Linked DNA regions of Mus musculus: regions 1, 2, 3, 4, 6 and 7 are each linked to region 5. A link is a contact called in public Hi-C and HiChIP or PLAC-seq data. All regions are on one chromosome and are shown on one strand. Each heading gives the region's core, a stretch centred on a gene start, on an enhancer-like site or on the middle of the called end of the contact. The rest is flanking DNA. Distances are from core to core; before and after follow the strand shown. Region 1 overlaps Bach2 (BTB and CNC homology, basic leucine zipper transcription factor 2). Region 2 has its middle 66 kb from the start of Bach2. Region 3 overlaps Bach2 (BTB and CNC homology, basic leucine zipper transcription factor 2). Region 4 holds the start of Bach2os (BTB and CNC homology 2, opposite strand). Region 5 has its middle 86 kb from the start of Gm52717. Region 6 has its middle 44 kb from the start of Bach2. Region 7 overlaps Bach2 (BTB and CNC homology, basic leucine zipper transcription factor 2).

The links. A called contact is a pair of places that touch in the nucleus more often than the background predicts. HiChIP or PLAC-seq counts read pairs in DNA pulled down with a chosen protein or histone mark.
Region 1: a contact with region 5 is called in an H3K4me3 HiChIP or PLAC-seq map of embryonic forebrain, with 8 times the contacts expected there. The contact joins two enhancer-like sites. A contact is called at or near these places in 1 of 15 datasets of contacts at CTCF or cohesin (the NIH/3T3 cell line), 7 of 484 Hi-C or Micro-C datasets (the AML12 cell line, bone marrow-derived macrophages, cerebral cortex and 4 more), 11 of 115 datasets of contacts at active chromatin or transcription factors (VIP interneurons, bone marrow-derived macrophages, craniofacial prominence and 8 more) and 1 of 9 other capture datasets (embryonic stem cells).
Region 2: a contact with region 5 is called in an H3K4me3 HiChIP or PLAC-seq map of neural tube, with 4 times the contacts expected there. The contact joins two enhancer-like sites. A contact is called at or near these places in 2 of 484 Hi-C or Micro-C datasets (cortical neurons and nephron progenitors), 2 of 115 datasets of contacts at active chromatin or transcription factors (embryonic basal ganglia and neural tube) and 1 of 9 other capture datasets (embryonic stem cells).
Region 3: a contact with region 5 is called in an H3K4me3 HiChIP or PLAC-seq map of embryonic basal ganglia, with 5 times the contacts expected there. The contact joins two enhancer-like sites. A contact is called at or near these places in 1 of 484 Hi-C or Micro-C datasets (bone marrow-derived macrophages), 7 of 115 datasets of contacts at active chromatin or transcription factors (cardiomyocytes, craniofacial prominence, embryonic basal ganglia and 3 more) and 2 of 9 other capture datasets (adipose tissue and embryonic stem cells).
Region 4: an H3K4me3 HiChIP or PLAC-seq map of embryonic basal ganglia shows a contact between it and region 5, with 8 times the contacts expected there. The contact joins the promoter of Bach2os here to the enhancer-like site in region 5. A contact is called at or near these places in 22 of 39 promoter capture datasets (the 3T3-L1 cell line, 3T3-L1-derived adipocytes, the C10 cell line and 14 more), 23 of 484 Hi-C or Micro-C datasets (the C3H10T1/2 cell line, CD4 T cells, CD4 single positive thymocytes and 15 more), 9 of 115 datasets of contacts at active chromatin or transcription factors (SST interneurons, bone marrow-derived macrophages, differentiating embryonic stem cells and 6 more) and 3 of 9 other capture datasets (adipose tissue, embryonic stem cells and liver).
Region 6: a Hi-C map of forebrain shows a contact between it and region 5, with 4 times the contacts expected there. The contact joins two enhancer-like sites. A contact is called at or near these places in 4 of 484 Hi-C or Micro-C datasets (B cells, cortical neurons, forebrain and 1 more), 2 of 115 datasets of contacts at active chromatin or transcription factors (embryonic basal ganglia and neural tube) and 1 of 9 other capture datasets (embryonic stem cells).
Region 7: a contact with region 5 is called in an H3K4me3 HiChIP or PLAC-seq map of embryonic basal ganglia, with 3 times the contacts expected there. The contact joins two enhancer-like sites. A contact is called at or near these places in 3 of 484 Hi-C or Micro-C datasets (bone marrow-derived macrophages, mammary gland and nephron progenitors) and 7 of 115 datasets of contacts at active chromatin or transcription factors (SST interneurons, differentiating embryonic stem cells, embryonic basal ganglia and 1 more).

Annotation. Positions count from the first base shown.
Region 1 is chr4:32,537,275-32,540,368 of GRCm38.p6, reverse strand. The region is part of intron 2 of Bach2 (BTB and CNC homology, basic leucine zipper transcription factor 2); the gene reads right to left. Among named protein-coding and RNA genes, the nearest start is that of Bach2os, 33 kb to the left of the region's middle. Within about 2 kb of position 1,723, at least 66 of the 459 cell types and tissues checked have an H3K27ac peak or open chromatin away from gene starts, as enhancers often do. A contact at or near this core is called in VIP interneurons, cerebral cortex, embryonic forebrain and 1 more, where this site is marked.
Region 2 is chr4:32,350,052-32,352,860 of GRCm38.p6, reverse strand. It overlaps a transcript of Bach2 not described here. Among named protein-coding and RNA genes, the nearest start is that of Bach2, 66 kb to the left of the region's middle. Within about 2 kb of position 1,375, at least 121 of the 459 cell types and tissues checked have an H3K27ac peak or open chromatin away from gene starts, as enhancers often do. A contact at or near this core is called in cortical neurons and neural tube, where this site is marked.
Region 3 is chr4:32,507,729-32,510,493 of GRCm38.p6, reverse strand. The region is part of intron 2 of Bach2 (BTB and CNC homology, basic leucine zipper transcription factor 2); the gene reads right to left. Among named protein-coding and RNA genes, the nearest start is that of Bach2os, 63 kb to the left of the region's middle. Within about 2 kb of position 1,288, at least 71 of the 459 cell types and tissues checked have an H3K27ac peak or open chromatin away from gene starts, as enhancers often do. A contact at or near this core is called in embryonic basal ganglia and forebrain, where this site is marked.
Region 4 is chr4:32,570,180-32,573,211 of GRCm38.p6, reverse strand. Bach2os (BTB and CNC homology 2, opposite strand) reads left to right here and starts at 1,550. Exons shown (of 5, transcript NR_026843.1): 1 at 1,550-1,628. All of the region lies in intron 3 of Bach2 (BTB and CNC homology, basic leucine zipper transcription factor 2), which reads right to left.
Region 5 is chr4:32,072,979-32,076,158 of GRCm38.p6, reverse strand. No RefSeq gene overlaps it. Among named protein-coding and RNA genes, the nearest start is that of Gm52717, 86 kb to the left of the region's middle. Within about 2 kb of position 1,413, at least 107 of the 459 cell types and tissues checked have an H3K27ac peak or open chromatin away from gene starts, as enhancers often do. A contact at or near this core is called in SST interneurons, VIP interneurons, cerebral cortex and 8 more, where this site is marked.
Region 6 is chr4:32,372,066-32,375,074 of GRCm38.p6, reverse strand. It overlaps a transcript of Bach2 not described here. Among named protein-coding and RNA genes, the nearest start is that of Bach2, 44 kb to the left of the region's middle. Within about 2 kb of position 1,759, at least 101 of the 459 cell types and tissues checked have an H3K27ac peak or open chromatin away from gene starts, as enhancers often do. A contact at or near this core is called in cortical neurons and forebrain, where this site is marked.
Region 7 is chr4:32,485,375-32,488,305 of GRCm38.p6, reverse strand. The region is part of intron 1 of Bach2 (BTB and CNC homology, basic leucine zipper transcription factor 2); the gene reads right to left. Among named protein-coding and RNA genes, the nearest start is that of Bach2, 69 kb to the right of the region's middle. Within about 2 kb of position 1,370, at least 54 of the 459 cell types and tissues checked have an H3K27ac peak or open chromatin away from gene starts, as enhancers often do. A contact at or near this core is called in SST interneurons and embryonic basal ganglia, where this site is marked.

The sequences.
Region 1 (3,094 bases), core at 474-2,973, 460 kb before region 5:
GTGTCAGGGGAAGGTTGGAGAATCTCTGAGTGAACGTTCCTGACACAGTCTGTTTGAGAAGGGACTCTCTTCTTTCTGCCTTCCTTGTATGACTTCCAAAATTCCCTCAATCTCATCATTTTGGTACTTCTAGTTGTCTTCTCTAATCATGCTCAGCCTTGCTTTTGACTTCTAGCATTTACTGACGCTGTACTAAGTACTTAGGTGCACTTGGACCTGACCTCTCCAACAGCCCTACGACAATGGTACCTATGGAAACTGTGGAGGACAGAGTGGGGTGTCCATTGGCAGAGAATGAAGGAGCCAGGAGAAATCTCTATAAAGGAGGTGCCAATTCAATTGGTGCCTTCCTTTTTTGACCTGGGCAACAGACACTACTAGCAGACCACCATGTAAGAGCTGTTTTCCAGTGTTCTTTCATATCATGTGAATATTCCACAATCTCTCTCTAGATAATGAGTTCTTCAACTTAAAGTTTTGATGTGCCTCCTGCATGGACTATACTAGAAGTTTACTAAACATATGCACGGTGAAGACGATTCTGTAAATTTCAGAGGACGATAACATCAGCAAAAGGTCACATTTTCCTATCAAATCAAATACTACTCTACTGGACTGAAACCACTAGATCATAAAGAAATGCTCACTTTGTATTTTTTCTGCATGAATTCTGAATAAATTAGGTAACTTTTATAAATAAGATGTTACTAATTAACCAGCACAAAATATTACTTGAACATTCATTATTCTGGGTCATAACGTAAACTTGAAAGCAAAAAAAAAAAATTCTATCGTGGAGGAACTTAGACTGTGCAAACGGCACATGAAACAGGTGTCTCAATGTTCGCCCACACCATTGTTAAAGTTCCTGGGACAATAGATGAGAGGAAGAGCGTGAGTGTGTTCTCTAACATATTAAGCTGAAACAGAAGCAGGCTGCGTAATGAGAGGGCACAGAACTAACACAAATCAGTCACCGCTCTGCGCACACAGGGACCCTGACCTCAGTAAAGACACAAGAACAACCTCGTGGCTTTCTAGGAAAAGACCTTCCATAAACACCCGGAATGAGTGTCTTCCTTCTGTCTCGAAAGAGGCAACAGAACACAAAGGGCTTGGCACCTTGGGAAAGCCAGGCACTGCGCACGACACCACAGAGCAGAGCAGATGGGTGCTGAGATAGGACACACTCTGCCAGAGCTGCAGCTCAGAGGGCAGCAGCCTGCGAGCTCGTGGGAAAGTGAAGGCGCGGAGAGTGAACTCTGTAAACTGAACTGTCCTGTTCTCAGTCTGCTAAGTTGGAAAACTTTAGATTTGGTCAAGCCATCCTAGGTCAGCATGAGAAAGGAAAGGAAAGTAGGAAAGACGGTATGGTTAGCAGGCAAGATATTTTGGAAAGCAACACACGGTGAACTGGCAGGATTATGAAGCGCCTAAGAAGAAGCCATGTGATCAATAAAAAAGGGAGCAGGGTCAGCCTTCGGAAGACCAGTGATGTCCTGGCTCTCCTCATGAAGAGTGCGGGCTATAATGCTGTCCCTCCATCACCAGGGAAAGCCCTGTGTCCTGTCTCAGGCCCGTGTGCCTGAAAGGATGCACAACGTGGCCAGGCTCTGAAGAGCATTCACATTCCATCTTTGGGTGGGAAAGGTGCATAGTCCTGCTCCTCACCATGACATAGGCCAGCTGTTACAGGACTTTGTCTGGTGCATGTTAGGAGTAGACTATCAGAGGGGTTATTACTGCACTAGACTGGATAATGAGTAACCAGCATACATGGTTCTCTATGTCCTCAGGGAGACATTGTAAAAAGGGTAGTTATCTAGTGCTTTTTTGGGCAATGCCTCCCCCCCCCCCTTTTTTTTTTTCTGGGAAGCATTTCATCCCTTAGAAAGGATGCCAGGCTCATGTCTTCCCAGTGCCAGCACCGCCCCTCCTCACTCAGTCAGGCTGCACTGCAAATATGAAGAAAAGACTTTGTTGCTGGTTTCCCGTGGATCTTCTAATAAACCGTGCTGAGCTGGCTGGTGGCTTTGTTCAGCTGCTCAGACCCCCACCACCCAGTCGGTGCCAATTCTAAGAGCGTGCTCTTCTTGCTAAAGGCAGGCCAGGCCAGGAGAGGGAGCAAGAGAACACAAGATATTCCTATATCTGGGTCACAAGGAAAAGTCAGAGGGTGAGGTTGGAGAGGCAAACTGCCTCAAACAAACATGTAAAATTCAAACTGTGCTTTCCTGGGGGTGGGGAAGGGACTCTGAGCCTGTTGTTTGTCCATCACCTAGAGGATATTTTTTCTTAGCTGGTTACTGGAGGCTGGTTTTTAATGGTGACTGGATTGTACTGGAAGAGGATTTTATGAGTTGCCAACTTGACCAACAAGTAACCCCTTAAGACAGACAGACACTCTGTAGTTCTCCTGGCTCATTGTCACCACAAGGTACAGTGATTCTGGAGCGAAAGTGCCAAAGGAAGATATGTATGGATTAGGTTCATAGGCTGAGGTGTCACTCACCCAGGAAAGGCTATGTGTCCCCTACAGGGACAATGTGGGTGACAAATAACTTTACAAAGTAGAGTACAAATCACTTCCTTTAACAAATTCATTCCAGCCATCTTCTGTGGTTCCATTGTAGGGGTGGGGTGGGGCGGGGCAGTGTGTGTGTGTGTGTGTGTGTGTGTGTGTGTGTGTGTAGGGGCCGGGAGAGAGGGAGATATGCGCACATGTGCGTGCGCGCGCACACACACACACACACACACACACACACACACACACACACACCAAAAAAATGAAGAAAGAGTACCTCGCTAGTGAGGATCTGGACTAACGAGACAGGACAAGTCAGCAGATCTTACAAGCTAATAACAGGTAGGATGTAGTAAGAATAGAAAGCTGCTGGTGGAAGGGTATCTAACCCCGAGGGAGTGGTTCATAGGCTGCTGGAGCTGGCAGAAAGCAATGTGCAATGGCACAGGAGAGACTAGGGCACAGGGCTTGTGGGGCAGGACTCCGGCAGCAGGGGAGGAGGAACTATGACGCTGGAGAGGAGGGAGCAGACCCAAGACTGGAAAGGCCATTCTCAACCACAAAAGAGGT
Region 2 (2,809 bases), core at 126-2,625, 280 kb before region 5:
TGAGCACCAATGACTGAATTCCCCAATGCAGTCCTTGGTTTGGCTGAGGTAATCTCAAACACTCTCAAGGGAAAGGAATCAATATAATGTCTTGTAAGGGGCAGCTTGGCATGCACACCCTCCATCTGGATAATACAGGCATTAGAAAGTCCCTGTTCTTTGATCCTGGGAATCGTTTTCCAGGGGTGTAGCCCATGGAACTGCCGGATACTGGCTATCTAAACAAGCAGGCTGTGCGAGGAGTCTGACCAGACCTCCGACGAAAGGGGAAGAGCGGCAAGTCCTTAGAGGGCTGGCTTAAAAATATGGAAGGTCAAGTAAAAGCAAATTGTTTATTACAAAATTTAAATAATATTCTATACGACTTCCATAATATGTGAAGCAAACGGCAAATAATAAATTCAAAACTGTGTGTGGGTGTCCATGGGATGGAACACACATTACAGGTTCCCAAATAACGTGTAAATCTCTTAGAGTACCAGTAAGTACTTAACAGTGCCTGTGTTATAATACAAGTGCTCAATGGTGCTATTTGTTTGTTAGGTCATTTGACCCCAGACAATATAACTATTTATGGACTAATGACTTAGTCACTGTTGGACAAACACTTATACAGTAAAAAGCACTACTTTTATTTCCTTCTTAAATAACCTTGTAAAAACGTATTACGAGATCATCTCTGTATCTCTTAGTATTGCAGAACATCAGGCTGTGGCGTCAGCATAGACCCCACCACCCTCCCTTCCTGTTCTCACTTTAGCATTGAGATGAGGTCATCAAGAGAACGTGGTGCAGTTGAATGCTGATGTAGTAGGACCTGCTTCCGGCTAATACTGGCACAGGGCTCTACAGGCGTGTCCCCCACGATGGACAATGTATGCCGCCAACTCTGGAGCTGCCCTCGGACTTAACACGCTGTCCCAGAGCCCCTCGGCACACGGGTTGGGAAACACAGATAAATAACAAAACGAGTTAACAGTTGCTTTCTCGCAGACTATTGGTTAACTTAAAAAACAACAACAGAAAAGGTTTACAGAATCCTTTCCGAAGAAGCGTCTGTTGGTTTTTACAATTCAAACCCGAGACAGTGACTGGCAGCTTCCCAGAAACCCTTTGTCCTTACAGGAAGGTGGATATTTTGTTCCCCATCAAGTTCGCTCCCTGAAACAAAAATCTCAGGATAGACAGTAAGCAAGGAAACATCTTGGGTAATGCTTTCACTACTAAAAAAGCAAAACCCATAAAAAGCACAGTTCTCATGAATAAACCACCCACAACTCTTCCTGTTCAGAGTCCTGTCTGATCCTTACCCAGGTCAGATCAATGAAGTCACCAGTGCCGCTAACCCAGACATTCACCCTACTTCCTGCGGGGAGCCACTACCATTGTTCAACAATAAACTCTCTGTCCCCCTCCGACGTGCTGTACAGAGCACAGTTGTGCCCTCGTGGGAACTGAGCTATAAATGGCCCTTCGCTATTGGTCTGCAGAGCTGTGGTCGCCAGGTTAACGGTGGTCCTTTAGAAACGGTGCCTGCTGCTTGTCACCCCAGGACTCGCTGCTCCCTTTGTTCTCTGCTGCTTCCTTCTGACCTGTTTGTCAGTTTTTGTACTAAAGGAATGAATAGCCTATTATATCTTCACCAGTTGGGACTTTCAGAACCAATACAGTGAGTTGAGTATAACAGACAATTAGGCCCTTAGGGTATTTAGTGGTTGGTGAATATTTTGTTTGTCTCTGGGTTTGTGGAGGTTGAGGGGTAGAAATGAGTATTTTCCTATTTAATGCTAGCTTTTTAAACTCAAGGAATCTTTAATTTTGTTACCATAAAGTTGGTGTTTTACTGAAATTGATACTTTATTTAATTGGTGTGTGTGTGTGTGTGTGTGTGTGTGTGTGTGTGTGTGTGTTTGTGGGGTGTGGGGGGTGTAGTGTATGTACCTAAAGTCAATATCGGGTATCTTTTCTCAATCTCTTTACACCTTATTTCTGAGACAGGGTCTCTCACTGAACCTGAAGCGTTATCAATTTGGGTAGAGTGGCCTGTGAATGAACTTCAAGGACCTGCCTGTGTCTGCACCCTCGGGGGTAGATTAGACACATACCCACCACTTTTCCATGAGTTCTAGGTCTTCATGCTTGTGTGGCAAACATTTTACCCTCTGAGCCATCTTCTCAGTGTCTTATTGTGTTTTCAGTAGAGATGCCCAGAGATCTATAAAAACACTCACTGTTTCAATCTATTAACTTCTACAAATGGACATATTAATCTCTACTTTAAGTTAGAATTAATTACGGTGTAGTGATACAATGTTTACTTAACAGTTTGGATGCATCTTAATATAAGCAGAGCTCCAATCAGTCTTAGAGCTGTTCTTTAAAATATGAAAAAAATAACTCCCATCTTCCTGTGAGTGTTCGACTGCTCCCAGTTACATTCATCACACTTGCCAGAATTTTTATCTTGTTATCTGTCTATCTCCTTAACTAGGATTAAGCTCAACAAGGGTAGGCATCTGTAATTCATGATTTATCTGTTCCCCAAAACCTAAAGATAAAGAACTCCATCAGCATTTCTTGAAAAGCAAGTGAATGGGTGGGAGCTTTATTCTTAACGATTTTAGTTATATGCTACTTTTCTTTTAACTTTTGTATTTGGGTGTTTTGCCTGGATGTACGTCTGTATGACTGGCGGTCGGAAGAAGGCATTGGATCCCCCTGGGGTTAGAGTTATAAATACTTGTGAGTTGCCATGCAGGTGCTGGGAATCAGGTTCTGGTCCTCTGCAAGGACAAGTGTTCCTAACTCC
Region 3 (2,765 bases), core at 39-2,538, 430 kb before region 5:
ATGCTGCAAAGATCCTTACAATAGAGCCAAAACCTGCAGCAGTCTGGTGACATTCCAAGTTTGGAACGGGATGTGAATCCACTAAGATTATTAGGTAACTTTATTGATATCCTCCAACCTGTGCCAGATGTTAAAACTGCCAAAGAAAAGACAGACTAAAAATGGCTCCAGGACTCCAACCTTTGAATGTTTTTGTGTGGAGAGTGTGTTTTTGTGACTCATTTCAAAACAAATCACACCATGCTTTCCCAGTTTAATTACAATCTCAGTTTTCAGGAAGCAAAGAGAAATAAGAGACACAATCCGAGTGTCTCTTCCATTCGGCGTTTAGCCTACACAGCTCACACTTCCATTGGCAAGGTGGGACAGGCAGTAATAGGGATAAGAAAGCTATTCTCAGCAGTACTGGATCAAATAGAGAGCCACTACATCATAAGTGACTCACCCATCCACTCAGGAGTGATTAGTCGGCAGCCACGAAGCCATGCTAATTGGAAAGTGGCTTATTGCCAACCCATGCTGACATGCCCTACAATTCTCTGGCTGCCAGCCGCTGTCTCCCGATCACACCTCTCACCTTTTTTTTTTTTTTTTATAATCTGGTTGGGAAGTGAAATAATTTTTCAAAACTCTCTCAAGTGCTATTTAACTTCTTATCACGAATTAAAAGTTTAATTAAATACTCTGTTAGAGGCCTGGGTCCTATGATTAAATATGACAAAATAATAGTTATGATTACTGATCAAGCGAAGAACTTTATAGCTCTGAACTTTGTCTTAAAAGCTATTATTAACTTTAATTGAAACAGCTAAGAGTCTCCATTATAGGAGAAAGAAAGAAATGTAAGGGATATTTTGTTCGTACATAAAGAAGGGTTTAAAAGTGAACTAATACATACATTAATTTACAAAATTTAATTTGCATGCCACTATGGTTCAAGGCCTTGTTACAAATCCGTATCAAATGCTAATCACTGTGGTCATTTTATTTTAAGAATAAACAAGTGTAATGCAAAGAATCTTTAAAGATGCCTTTGAAATCAGGTCACTTAAAAATATGTTTTATGTGGGTCTTGCTTTTTGGTATGTTCAAGCCGTGCCATTGCCAGAAGAAGAGCATCTCTGAAAGTCTCTTTAAATAGGATGCAGCGGCCTCGGATTAAAAAAAAAGCAACAGGTTTGAAAACAGCTTATGTGTCTCATTTAAAATTAGCTGTCGCTGTGGCTGTCCGCACTGGCCCTCCCTCCCTGCTGTCACCAGCATCCTAAGGCCTCCAGAGAGAGAGAGAGTCACAGTAGCCTGAGTTCCCTGCCAGCGCATGGCTTAGCTTTCCTTCATCCCTATTGAGGCCCCGATTTCAGGGCTGGAAGTCACCTTTGCCTTACTATAAATAAATTCTCCCTTCAGGCATTTCAGAACCACTGTGGCTTGATTCTAACTCTCGGAACCTTCCTTCCCACTTGCCTGCAACTCGTTGCTTGGAATATTTTGCCTCCTTATTTATTTGCTTTTCTTTTCTTTCTTTCTTTTTTTTTTTTTCATCCATTGCCAAGTCTCACTAATGCAACTTGGAAAATTGCACCACAGCTTTTAATGAGGATTCTGTGCTAAGAGCCATTTCACCAGAGAGGGCTGCTCTTTCCTTTTATGGGAATAATAACACCTACTGTTTCTATAGCACCAGCCTTCCAAGAAGTTGAGCATATCATGTTTCATTAATCTGAATGGCAACCTGCCTGTCAAGCTGGGATCCAGCACTGCTACTCTCTGCATACTCATACCGAAATCGAGGGCATTAAACAAAATGATTTTCTCAGGACTATAAACCCAGAAGCAGTTAAGGAGCTGTGATCTGTCTGTATCTTGCCTGCTATGCCTGTGTTCTGGGTTACTGTGTCCCCATTGTGTCACCACTGTCCTCTAGGCTCCTTTGCTCTGCTCCTTTGAACATGCAAGACATCTTAGAATTAGGGGTGCTGACAAAATTGAGCCCCACACTTGCTCTGTTGCCTTTTCTGCAGCTCCTTTCCTGATAGGCTTTGCCTCCCATTTCCAAGATCTTTTCCTGCTTCCCAGCCCAAGCATCTCCCCTCAATTCCTGGCCAGCCACACTAGTTTTCTCTCACTCCAGCATGAACCTAGGAAATGTCAAGGACCAGAAACCTGTAACACAGGGTTAGACTCACAGAGCAATCATGCAGGTCTGCCCCACCACTCAGAGAAGGCTATACTTGGCAGAGCTGAGTCTGCTCCTTGGTCAGTAGATTCCATCCTCTCCTGGGTACCCAGGGACATCCGTTTTGTTTCCTGCATAATCAATCAATGTTTCTTCTTCTGGAAATTTTCCATTAGCTTGAATATTGGGGTTGCTTAGCTCTACTGTAGTTACAAATCAAAGATTTTTTTTTTCTTTTTTTCTTCCTTTTCTTTTTGAGATGGAGGCCTTACTATTGCCTAGCTGGGTTCAAGTGATCTTGCAGGTCTGCTCTACCTCACTCCGTTTGAACGGCTCAGCACTCCTGTCAGAATGTGATCTGATGAAATAGAGAGGTTCCTGTTTGCAGAAGGCACCTACGAATACAGTCCTTGCATCTGGTCACAGTGCTGGGTGTGAGTGACGAATGAGTGCATAGCTTTACCTGGGACACCTAACCCAACCCCTCAAGGCTCAAGGAATACAGGAGAAGAGGGAGCAGAAAGAATATAAGTGTCAGGTGATGAGGGAGCATCTTTGCCGTCCAGGTACGACACGGCCGATGGAGATC
Region 4 (3,032 bases), core at 301-2,800, 500 kb before region 5:
CAGGGAATCCAATACCCTCTTCTGGTCTCTGTTGGCCCCAGACACACACGTGGTACAGACAGACATACACACAAACAACTATAAAATAGAAATAAATAAATAAAACTCCACAACAATGAAGAGAGGATATCACAACTCTGGAGGTGTCTTCTCTGTTGTTTAATTTTAGTATGTATTATTTTGTAAGAACGGCAACTATGGAGACCTGATGCAGGGAGTGGTCCTCATCTATAAACACAAGAAGTGAAGGTATGGAAATTAGGAATTCAAGGTCATCCTTAGCTACAAACTGACAAACTGAGTTTAAGGCCAGCATGGGCTACTGAAGACCCTAATTGTTTTGTGTGAAAACATTGACTTTGTGTCTGATGCAGAAGCTGAGAGCAAGCCCAGGCTCTCTCTCTCTCTAGGGCCTTGTCAGTCTCCATGGGGTTTGGAGTTCAGGTCGGTGACATTTTTAAAAAATGATTTATTTATTTTATATATTTGAGTACACTGTCACTGTCTTTAGACACATCAGAAGAGGACTTCAGATACCATTACAGATGGTTGAGAACCACTGTGTGGGTGCTGGGAATTGAACTCAGGACCTCCGGAAGAGCAGCTGGCGCTCTTAACCACTGAGCCATCTCTCCAGCCCCAGGTCTGTGACTTTTAACAGCTTCTCTCTGCCCTTCCTTGCTAAGGCGGTGCTGATGGTTTGGGAACTTCTGCAGTTACATCTGTTTCTGCAACTCCTGCACAGTTATGACCTCAGCAATCTTAGCACTTGGGAGGAGGTGGAGGCAGGAAGATTAAGGCCACCCTCAGAGGCCTGTGGAGTTCCAGGCCAGCCCAGGCTATTAGACCCAGCTCAGGTTGCTTAGGTTTTTTTCTCATATTCAATTTCTTGGCTTGGCCAGCAGATGGCAATGTAAGCCTAAATGTCATGTGCTAGGCTAACCTTTAATACTAACACCAGTCAGAGAGGCTAAACTTACAAGTGTATGTCAGTCAGGTGTGTTGTGTTACACCTTTAATCCCAGCACTTGAGAGGCAGAGGCAGGTGGATCTCTGAGTTTGAGCCTAGCCAAGGTTAAATACCGAGAGCTTGTTTCAGAAAAACTCAACCAACACCCCCACCCCTGCAAGAAACCAAAAAATTGAAAGCGGCCACATTAAATAAAGTAAAAACAAAACAAAACAAAACAATCCAGGTGAGTTTCATTTTAAGAACATGTCATTTATCCCAGTGTATAAAATATTTCTAATGTAATCTATACAAGTTATTTACAAAAAATTCAATGATGAAAAATTAAAATCTAAAGCACATTTTATTGTTCCAGTATTGTTCCACAATTCAGATGGGTCCCCACAAAAGGCTTGCTAGACATGTGTAGGACGTGCCCAGGAATCTTACAGATCTCTCAGGAAAAAGAGTCACTGGAGAAAGCATGTGGGCCTGGGTTTATTGGTGAAGAAAGCAACTTCCTGTTAGGATTCAGAGGGTGGAGTGTTGAGTCTGTGTTCTTTAAGAGGTCAAGGGTATGGCTAGTCTGCCCTGAATCTGGGAGTTATCTGTTGGTTGCATCAGATAGTCATGAGGCTCAGTCCTGGTATTTGTGCCCAGTTGATCACCATGCACAAAGGTAAGCACACTAAAGAATCATTTGCCTTTCCTAGGGCCGGGTGAAAATTCTGTCGGGTTACTTCCTAGCTGTGCACTTACTCCATGTGGCACTTACTATGCCTCCCATGTGGTGAGTGCAGGCAGGACAAATGGCTCCTTTGCAGGCTGTTGGAAAGGCCTTTGCCTGTGGGGCTGTTTCTCCTAGGCTTCCAATGATACAGTGCACTGTTTATCTCCATTTTCCAAGCTTTGGATAACAGACACTCAGATCCTAGATGGTGCCCCAGCAGCACACAGGTCGTCAGTTGGAGACATAGCACCTGGGCATCACAAAAGCTGTGCACCCTTGGGGCTCAGGGGACTTCTATTTCCACTGACAGCAGAGCCATCTTACTTCAGCTCCAGACTGTATTTGCTTACTTGCAGAAAGAAAACATGCCACAGAGCAGATCACAAGGAAAGTCTAAAGGGCTTCCGCACCGAGCGCTACTGTATTTAAAGCCATCTAGACAGCAAACACAGACCAGGTAGACAGGATGGAAGGTTGGCGGGGGAAAGGGAAAATCAACAATGGCAGTGTCAAAGTCCTTGGAGCAAAAGCAAACCACACATGGAATTTCATCAGGGATTGTTGCAATCGGGCTTCGTTTTTAAAGACGGTCAGTGGAGAAGAAAACAGTCAGCCATACATCTTCTTCTCTCTCAGGGGGAAGGGAGCCCTCACTCTTGTGCTGGGTTCTGTTTGTAGATCTGCTAGCCACACAGCAAGGAGGAACTTACACTGACCAGCAGGTGGGAGCACCTGCCTTGTTCCTCAAGGGATGCGGAGGCTCAACCTCAGCCCTCGGCTGTTTCCAAGGCAACGGGCGGGCATTCCTGGAGATGAGGGGCAGCCCTGGGCCTTTCCAGAGGAATATTTTCACAAGCTTTTGTGTGCATCCATGTACCCCACACAGGGCTGAAAACTAGGTAATGTGACAACGTCTTGGAAAGCCGACCAGCTGCGAGAAAGCTCACGCCTCTGCTCTTTCCTCCAGGAGATTAATACAACGTACACAAGCTTGTACAGCTTGCTGTTTGAGTCAGTGCTCCTGCCTAACATATCCTTCCAGACGGTACTTCTCATCAGAGGTGTTTACTCTCTGGGTCCCCAGAGACAGCACAGAGTAGACAATATGACACAATGAAACATTCTGCTAACTCTCGCCCCCACCTGTCCGAATAGCCTGCTGTTATGGCCAGTGGACTCTGGGCAGGGAGGCTGCACGGTAGACAGGCCTGGGAGATTTGTAGGCGATGAATCTCTTTAGTTGTGGACTGCTTTGGTTTTTGGTTAAGGCTTGGAGACAGAGGAATAGTCACTGAGTCAGCAGGCCAAATGTGAAAGAGGGTACTATTGGCCACTGCTGCGGTTTGCACAATA
Region 5 (3,180 bases), core at 164-2,663:
AAATAGTTCCATTGCTGTCTTCTCTCATGTGCACTAGCAGCAGGAATTAGCAGCATGCCTTCCTACAAACCTGGCCTGATGTGTGTGTGTGTGTGTGTGTGTGTGTGTGTGTGTGTGTGTGTGTGTGTGTGTGTGTGTGTGTAGGGGTCCTAGTGGCCAAAGCACTCCTGGAGGCAGAGATCTTCTCAGCCTCTTCCATGGGACTGGCCTGGGTCTTCCCAGTCCACCTGGCAGGGCTGGGCTCGGAGCAGTTGCGCTAATTTTCTCTATCCCGATCCTGTCCTAGTAGCAAGTGACTGGCTCCAGGGGAGAAGAGCCGAATCCATCAGACTTCTCTTTATGTGGGTCTAGAAGTGGGGTTCTGAGCTGAGTTGATGCCTGGGTGTATTCCCAGATTTCTTTCCACTAGGTCAACACTTGCCTCTGTTTACCCTATCCGCGGGTTACCAATCTCCCCTGCTCCTGCTCCACTTTTCTCACTCCAAAACCCTGGTGCTTACTGGTGATGTTTATAGGGCCTCTCTTCTCCTCACGCCAGCTCTTGGAAAAGTTCCATTGTGAAATACTACAGGGAACTATGCCTCCGATCTAAAGAGAACGTTGCGCCCCGCATCCGTGGGCAAGCAGCTGCAGGTGGGAAATATTTGGAAAACTAAAGAGATGTGAATTCCTGGAACACAGGGCAAGCTTTTTCAGGTCAGTGTTCCCTAAACAATATGGGACGTTGTTTAAGGCATTGCCTGTGACCTGGAGTTGACTAAATTAGACAGGTGGTTTGCACAGGTTCCCTGTAAACATAAGAAAACGATGCGCGCATCCACACATCTTGATATTTAGGAGAAGGGCCTCCCAGAATCAATTCTCCCCAAGTACCGGAGGATGACTGTTCTGTCAAGGGCAGAGTGCTCCTGTGAACAACGAGACGAGAAAATGGTAAATCTATGCTTCACATGCACAGATAATGCTTCAGTCCCTCCGTGTGCAGAAGAATCGCCAGCTTTGCATTGTGCCAGCCCCCTCCCCTCTTCTCCTGATTTCCCCTGTGACCCATAATGTCCGCGGGGAAAGGAGATGAACAGTGAGCGTGGCTGGTGGCTGCGCACCCTCCCTTGGTGAAGCCCGCCTCAAAGGCATCTCTCCTTGGTGGTGTCCCCATAGTCGCCTTTGCCTAAAAATGCTATGTTCGGCTTGAATATTGTTTTAAAAATAATTTGCTCTTGAAAGACACTGGCCTTTTTAGAAAGCAGCTTCTGGCACGGCGGCGCTGATGGCCCAAGCTGTTTTGTGATCTAAGCTCTTTGAGAGCACTGCTGCATCTGTAGCTGGGAAAGCCAGCAGTAAAAGGACGGTTGCTAAGGGAACAATTGAATTGCTGACACAGAGACATAAGATGTGACTGAAAACTCTTTTCTTCTCCTGCCACGTGGAAAAGAAAGCAGATGAGTCAGAGGGAAGAATGGACCGTCCTTTCTGACTGCTAAGAGAGAGCTAAGGAAAAAATAATCCCAGCCCCAAGAGGAATAGTCCCGTGGTGATTAAATCAGGGACTGGAGCTCAGGGTTAAGAGCACTTACTGCTTTGGCGGAGCAGGAGACTCCATTCCCAGAACCCCCACGGTGACTCACAACCACCCATAGCTCCAGTTCCAGGGGTCACAATGCCCTTTTCTGACCTCCATGGACCCTGGACATGCATATGGAACAAATACATACACACAGGCAAAACATTCATAGACATGAAATAAAAATAAATACGTCTTTTTTTTTTTTTAACTGAGAGAATCTGAAGCAGCTGAGAGGCTGAGGTTAAGTTGAGTGTGACAGCCAACTGTGAGATGGCTGACCACAGGTCTCTTAGTAGCGTCAAACACAGAGGGCATTCCACGATAACAAGTCTTCCTTGAGCACCACCCTCGACACTTTGAAATATTTCTCAATTTATTGAATCACTCATTTAAATACCATTGCCATTTTTGAGAGAGTCTATTGGTTTTTAAGCACCCTTTTTAAAGGTATAATTTATATACCTTAATATTCACTACAACTATATATTTTAGTCTGTTTGGGACTGACTTTATGGAGCCCCTTCATAATATATATTTATAGAATAAATACACCTCATCAGAAAATCCCCTTTGTCCATTCAGTCATTTCTTCCAGCCCTAGGCAAAGACTAATCTGCTTTGGAACTTGCTCATTAACTTTTCATAGATAGACCCTCAACTGAAAGACACCACAGAACCTGTGGTCTTTTGTGTCTGCCTTACTTTCCCTTGTATCGTGTTGGAGATCCATCCATATTGTATCATGCCTCAGCTCATTTCTTTAAAACTGAATAATATTCCGTTGTACCAACATATAGCACTACACATTCATCAGAAGAGGGCTTTTTTTTTTTCTGGTTTAAAAGAATTATGAGAAATGCTCCCATGATCATCATTACAAAAATCTCTGTATACTGAAGTTTTTCTCTCCTTTGGGGTACGCACCTAGAGTTATAGTTTCTGAAACGTGGGTATGTATGTTTCCCTTTTCAGCAGGCCAACAGAGGACTCAGCAGGTAAGGCACTTGCCGCCCAGCCTGATAGCCTGAGTTCGGTGTCCAGACCTCACGTGGTGGAAATGGTCTAATCATGTCGGATGGTCCCTGGTCTCATACTTATGCTAAGCACGTGTTTATAAACACACACACACACACATAGTAAATAAATGTAATAAAAACATTTTTAAAAATATTTATTTTAAGTATATGAGTGCACTGTAGCTGTCTTCAGGCACACCAGAAGAGGGCATCAGCTCCCATTATAGATGGTTGTGAGCCACCATGTGGTTGCTGGGAATTGAACTCAGGACCTCCAGAAGAGCACTCAGTGCTCTTAACTGCTGAGACATCTTTCCAGCCCAAAGTTTAACATTTTTAAAAGTTTTACTTACAAGCAGTAAGAGGCCTCTAGTTTCTCCCCATCCTCCATGAAGATCTGATTTTTTTTTGCAACTCCTCTTTTCATGTATTTATATTTTTAAATATTTTTTGACAAATCCATACACAAATACAATAGTGTCTTATTCATATCTGCTCTCCTATTTCCCCCTGAGACTTGCCTTGGACTCCCCAATATTATACCTCCTGTCTTCATGTTCTCTTTTCTCTGGTCCCCAGTACCCATCCATTGCCTGTAGC
Region 6 (3,009 bases), core at 510-3,009, 300 kb before region 5:
AGGTGTGGGGGCTGGGGAGTGGGGGAAGAGTGTTTGCAAAACCAGTGTACTGTTAGCATCTTACAAACTACTGCACACAAAGAACTTCTGAAGTACAGCTCTGACAGAACAGTGCTTGTTCTCGGGCCAACTGAAGAAGGCCTGCTGAAGCGGCCTGACACTGCTCACACTCACACAATGGCCTCACACTGCCTGCCTCTTTTAGGAGACTTCAGCCTTAGGGCATGATGCCCAGCCTCAACGGCTCTGTAGCCTAAAAGTTCTATGACCTCTCAAAGCACCGACACACGAGTCTATGGGAACACTTTCCATCCAAACCACCACCCTTGGCCCTGTGGCCTCCGCAGGCTCATGGTCCTATCATCATGAAAAATTCATTTACTCTATCTTCAAGCATCCCTATAGCGTTTAACATTCTCAATACTGTTTAAAAGCTCCAATTTAAGGCAATCTTTTAACTGGAACCAACTGTAAAATAATTTTAAAAAAATACGTACTTCCAACATACAATGGCACAGAATATAGATGCTGAATAGGACCTTCAGGCATGCCCAGTGACAAGGAATGGTGACTTCAAGAAAGGAAGATGGCATCCTACCAAAACACTCAAGTGGCTCTGCACAGAGACATACAGATTTGAGCAAGAAGTGACAGAGCGGCCATGCCCTGCGTCACTACCAGAGGCCATCGTGTGTGACCAAAGGAGACCCACAACAAGAGTCAATGCTGCAGCACTAGGGTCAGCTCTAGGCTACACATCTGTCCTCAGTATTAATTAGTTACACTGAGCTAAAGAGTGCTACTGAGATGTAATGAAACGCTTCCAGAATGAAATGCGAAGACAGAAGAGTTGAATGGCTTCAGCTGCTCCAGGGCTCAGAACTTGGGACTCATACTTTGTAGAAAGGCGATCACGTACACATAAGGACACTCACATAGGCCGGTGATGTGGCTCAAGGGGGTTGCTTGCCCAGTACTCCAAAACAGTTTCTCCCCCTAGCCACACCCCACACAGACCTTTCCACCCCCACCACATGGGTGCATGTGCGCGCACGCGCACACACACACACATACACACACACACACACACACACACACACACACACGGCAGGGGCAAGGGGTCTTCCCAACACAGAAATAAATGAAAAACTGAGAAATGAATGATAAATTATTTCAAACGGAATAATAAGCAAATATCTTAATAGTTCTACACAAATTGGAGATATTTTTAAGCACCAAGGAAAGATATTAAGGACAGGACTGCAAAATTCACCACCTGTCCAACAGTCTGAGAATGAACAGAATGGAAAATGTGTAAAACTAACTCCAAAGCTTGCTTGAAAATGGAAACAGCTGTACACTCTAGGACAGAGCCAATAACAACAGAAGAATGCTTTTTTAAGAAGTACTTCTAACAGCCTCGATAGGTAAATAAGTCATAGGTCACACCCTTGCCTCTTTTCTATTGCTGGGGGGGGGGTTGGTGGGGGGGCATTGGTGGGGGGGAGGAAGAGGCTTTCCCGAAAGGGTAGAATATAGCAGAAATAGTAAATACCAAACCCAGAGAAAAGAGGAAGTTAGTTTCTCACATAGAAATGAGTGATTTGTCTCTGTGATATTTAAAAAATGCCGTAAGAAGAACAGGGCCCTAATAAAAATAAATGATTTCCCTTTTTGTAAAGCATGTAGGGGGAGGAAATTGGCTTCAACTGCCAGAGAAATGGGGAAGCGTGCTTCTGACACTGTCCCCAGAATGCCACCTCATGATGCATCCCTGCTTAGATGCCTTTCCCTGCCACCCCACCCCCCAACTCAGCTGTCCTCTCTCCAAGCTCCTCAATTAAATTATCTCACATTCCTTGCTGATCCGCTGTTCGCAGCTTGTCACATCACGACACCATAAGCCTTCCCACATGCTGCACGCTGTAACTGCCGCTCCTTCCATGCTTGCAGGCACTGAGCACTGGTGCCCCAGATCCCAGGCAAGCTGGAGAGGCTGCAACAGGAATGCCCCTTCATGGCCAGAGGTGCCAGGGAAACATGCACTCCTCCTGTCAGTCAGTGGCTCTCAACCTTCCTGATGCTGCCACCCTTTCCTTCAGCTCCTCGTGTTGTGGTGACCCCCCAACCAGAAAGTTATTTCATTGCTACTTCATAACTGTAACACTGCTACTGTTATGAATTGCAATTTGGATATCTGATGTGTAATCCCAAAGGGGTCGGAACCCATAGGTTTAGAACCGCTGCTGTAAGGGGTATATCTCTCTCTCCATCCATGGAAACAGTGGCAAGTGGCTGGATCAACCTTCGTCAGCGACAATCCCCGGCTCAGACAGTTGCCTTGAAAAAAGACAGGCAATTTTCTCCTCGGCACCTGCAGCTGGAGGAATCAGGCTCTGAGCCTGTCACAGTGCCACCGCTTTGTATCCAGGTTTCATTGCTGCAAAATCTGAAATCTATAAGACATCTTTCACAAAATGATGCCTCAAATTAAAAAAAAAAATGTAGAGGCTACCTCAATTAGACCAGCACGAATTTTTACCTGCAACAGTATTACCACCTGTGTGCCAAGTTAACATATTAAATCAGTAACAGAGGTGACAGAAAAATCTCATTGCAAAATCAGATGAGATTGGCCAAACGAAGTGGCACACGCTCAGACAGGCGACTTCCAAGGGGCCCACACTTAAAGGAACATCTCCGACATTTAAAGGTGGCAGTTTAGAGGGAGCAGCGTATCCAGCGGCTAAGAATTAAGAGGCGCCATGCTCTCCCAGGGAGATATGCTGGTGTGTTCTAGGAGAGCATTAAGGCCAGGTTCACCTGACTGAGGGAAGAACTGTTCACCTTCTAATTCCATTCCATTTGTCCCCCAGGAAGGACTTGTCCCATCAGGAGGAAAGCGGCCAAAGCCTCACAAGCTCTGAGAGGAGGAGACACACAGATCCAGCTGGGATGTCTGACAGACAGTACCAAATGCCTTAACAACCAGCATGCCTTTGGCCCGGA
Region 7 (2,931 bases), core at 121-2,620, 410 kb before region 5:
CTTCACCTTAACCTGGAGGGTCCGTTCTGGGAACATCGCCTGAGCAAGCAAATATGAACTGCAGATATGTCACCAGGGAAATTCAGCTGAGATTCCACTGAGACCTGACTGAGGTCCTAACCACTTTGGAGAGGAGGACAAGAATCATGTCCCACGAGGAAGTTAATAGTTGGCAAAACAAGGCAGAGACTGGATTACCATATTCCAGGATTCAGGCAAGGCTGCAGAGCTCCCAGACAGCTGGGGAATAAGGGAGAGTCTCGAGGACCCAGCCTTTTCCTAAGAGAACTGGCTTTTGAAAAGAGAGGATAGGGCCATATATGGAGTCTCAGTTGGCCAAGAATGTTATAAAAGTCACATTCGCAAGGATATCTGCTCTTCTGGCTAAGCCATCAATTAAGATTTGAAGACATTTAAACAATATTAATTCTGTTCAGCAAACAGTAGAAACTGAAATCTATTTTGGGTGGTGCTGGGGAATGAACCCAGGGTCTTCCACATGGTAGGTGTCTTAGTCATTGCTGCGATAAAACACCGAGAAGAAAGCAGCTCAAGGAAGAAAGGGCTTATCTCAATTGTATTTCCACATCAGTTTATCACTGAGAAAAGGTCAGGACAGGAACCTAGAAGCAGGAGCTGATGCAGAGGCCATGGAGGGGTGGTACTTACTGGCTTGGTCCTTATGGCTTGCTCAGCCTGCTTTATTATAGCACCTGGGATCACCCATTCAGGGGTCTCTCTACCCATGAAGGATGGGCCTATCCACATCTCATCAATGAAGAAAATGCCTCACAGGCTCGCTCACAGGGCAGTCTGATGGGGACATTTTCTCAATTGAGGTATTTTCTTCCAAAAGGACTGTAGCCTGTGTCAGGCTGACATAAAAGCTAACCCGCACACAAGGCAAACCCTGAAATCCATTATTAGGAAACGATTGCTAGACCTTTATTTAGTGACTTTTCTGGATGCTGTTACCTGATTCTTGGATAGTTCTTTCTGCTGTAGTTGTCCAATTGGCTTTCTCTTGTTCTTTACATGTCTGACTGTATCCACCCCTCCCCGGGTCTCTTCAAGCACAATGGCACCCTATTCCTGCAGCCCTTTCATCCGGCCTCATCACGTGTGTTCTGTGAACTCTCATCTGCCTTCGGCTCTTCCTCCCTTGCAGGAGCGAGCACCCTGCTTTCTATTTCTCCTTCGTTCGTTCCTAATGTTAATTAAGCAACGCTTGCCACCTAATGCAACAAAGCAGCAGGGATCACAGGATCTAAGAATGAAACACTTCACAGTGCGCGCGCGGAGCAGGGATCCCAGAATAGCACGCAGGAGTCTGACAGCCAGGCTTTACCCTAAGCAGTAGACAATGTGTTAAAGTATGTAGACATTAGCTGAAGTCAGATTGTGAGGGAGCTTTCCAAAGGCTCTGGTTTGGGTTTTGGCTGATCTCATTCTTCTTGCATGCCAAAAACCCCAGCTGCACATGTGCACAACACACACACCCCAATCATTTCCTCATATGGTTCGGCAGGAGAAGCTAATTACTACTATATTATCATAGCATGCTCATCCCCTCAAAAGCAGCTACGGAGGCCACACTCTTCTCAGTCAAGCATGCCGTATTAATGAATGCAGACTCACTTGTGAGCTCACCCGCTCTTCATTCATTACTGAATCATATTCAGATAGTGAAGTGTCTAACAGTTCCTCTGTTAAAAGTATAATTCACAAAGTTAAAAAATCCACAGTGGGGAATCAGAAAAGCGGCAATTCACAAAAAAAGTAGAATGTTAAATTTTACAGACAACCTGTCATGTCTAGAATGCTTGGGATGAAAAAAAATTAATATGCCTTGCGGGTGAAGAAAAGGAGTAAATTATAAACCACTTCACTCGGTGCGCCCCACACCGCTCCCAGAAACAGTGCATTAAGTAAACACTTCTGTGAATCAGATGCTAAATTATTTAGTAATTGCCGAGTGAATTTCTGCTCTTATCAAGCATTTAAAAAGTTATTTACTATAAATTCGTAAGAGTTAGTTTTTAGAGGAGGAAGTTAGCATGTCTATAGAGACTCGTGAGTGCAGAGAGCTATTCAAACGGAGTCAGAGTCGGTGTTAGTGTGGTCTGCAAACTCTTTCTAAGCACATCAAACTTCTCACTGAAAGTAGAAAGCTTCAGTCTTTCCTAATGCAAACATTGAGTGCTTAATGTCCCTAGTGCCTTAGAGAGCTAGAGGGAGGGCCTGGCGTGGATCAGCTAAAAGGTTTCTCTGATTTACTTCCTCAAAGCCCCCATCTGTCTGCCTCCTGCTTAGCGCCAAGGGAACTGAAATTTAAGGGCACTGCTAAGACTGGAGCTATTGCAATTGTATCATCAAGTCCTTCAGAGTTCTCAAAGGTTTCCTAGTTCAGTATAAAAGTCCATTTTCCTTGACCTTTCAGGAGGAACTTGGATTCACTAGCACCTTTGCGACAATGGTTTTTTTTACTTTCACAGTTGAGAAGTACACCCAGATTTGAACACAGAGCAGTCACGAGAAGCTCTGCATCTGTGGTGGTTGTTTCATTTATTCATTTGCACAGATGAAAATTAAAAAAAAAAAAAGATCTAAACTCCAAAGTATCCAATGAGAAAATGGCGACTCATTCTAACTTTTCATATTTAAAATAATCTGAGTGAAGAAGCAGAAGCTGACAAAGACACTGATCTGGAAAATATAATATGATGCTAGGGCAAACTGTAATGAATCTGGCTAAAGATAATAAAGTATTAAAGACAGTCCATAACCACCAGCTTGGAAAGAAGTAGAAAATCTGACAATATTAAATTTAATATTGTTGCTGAAGCAACAGGAGTTCTTGCTTGTTGATGAGACTTGTCTTAGTATCTCTAGAAACAACTTGCATTATCTAGCGAGGTTGAAGGCATGCAT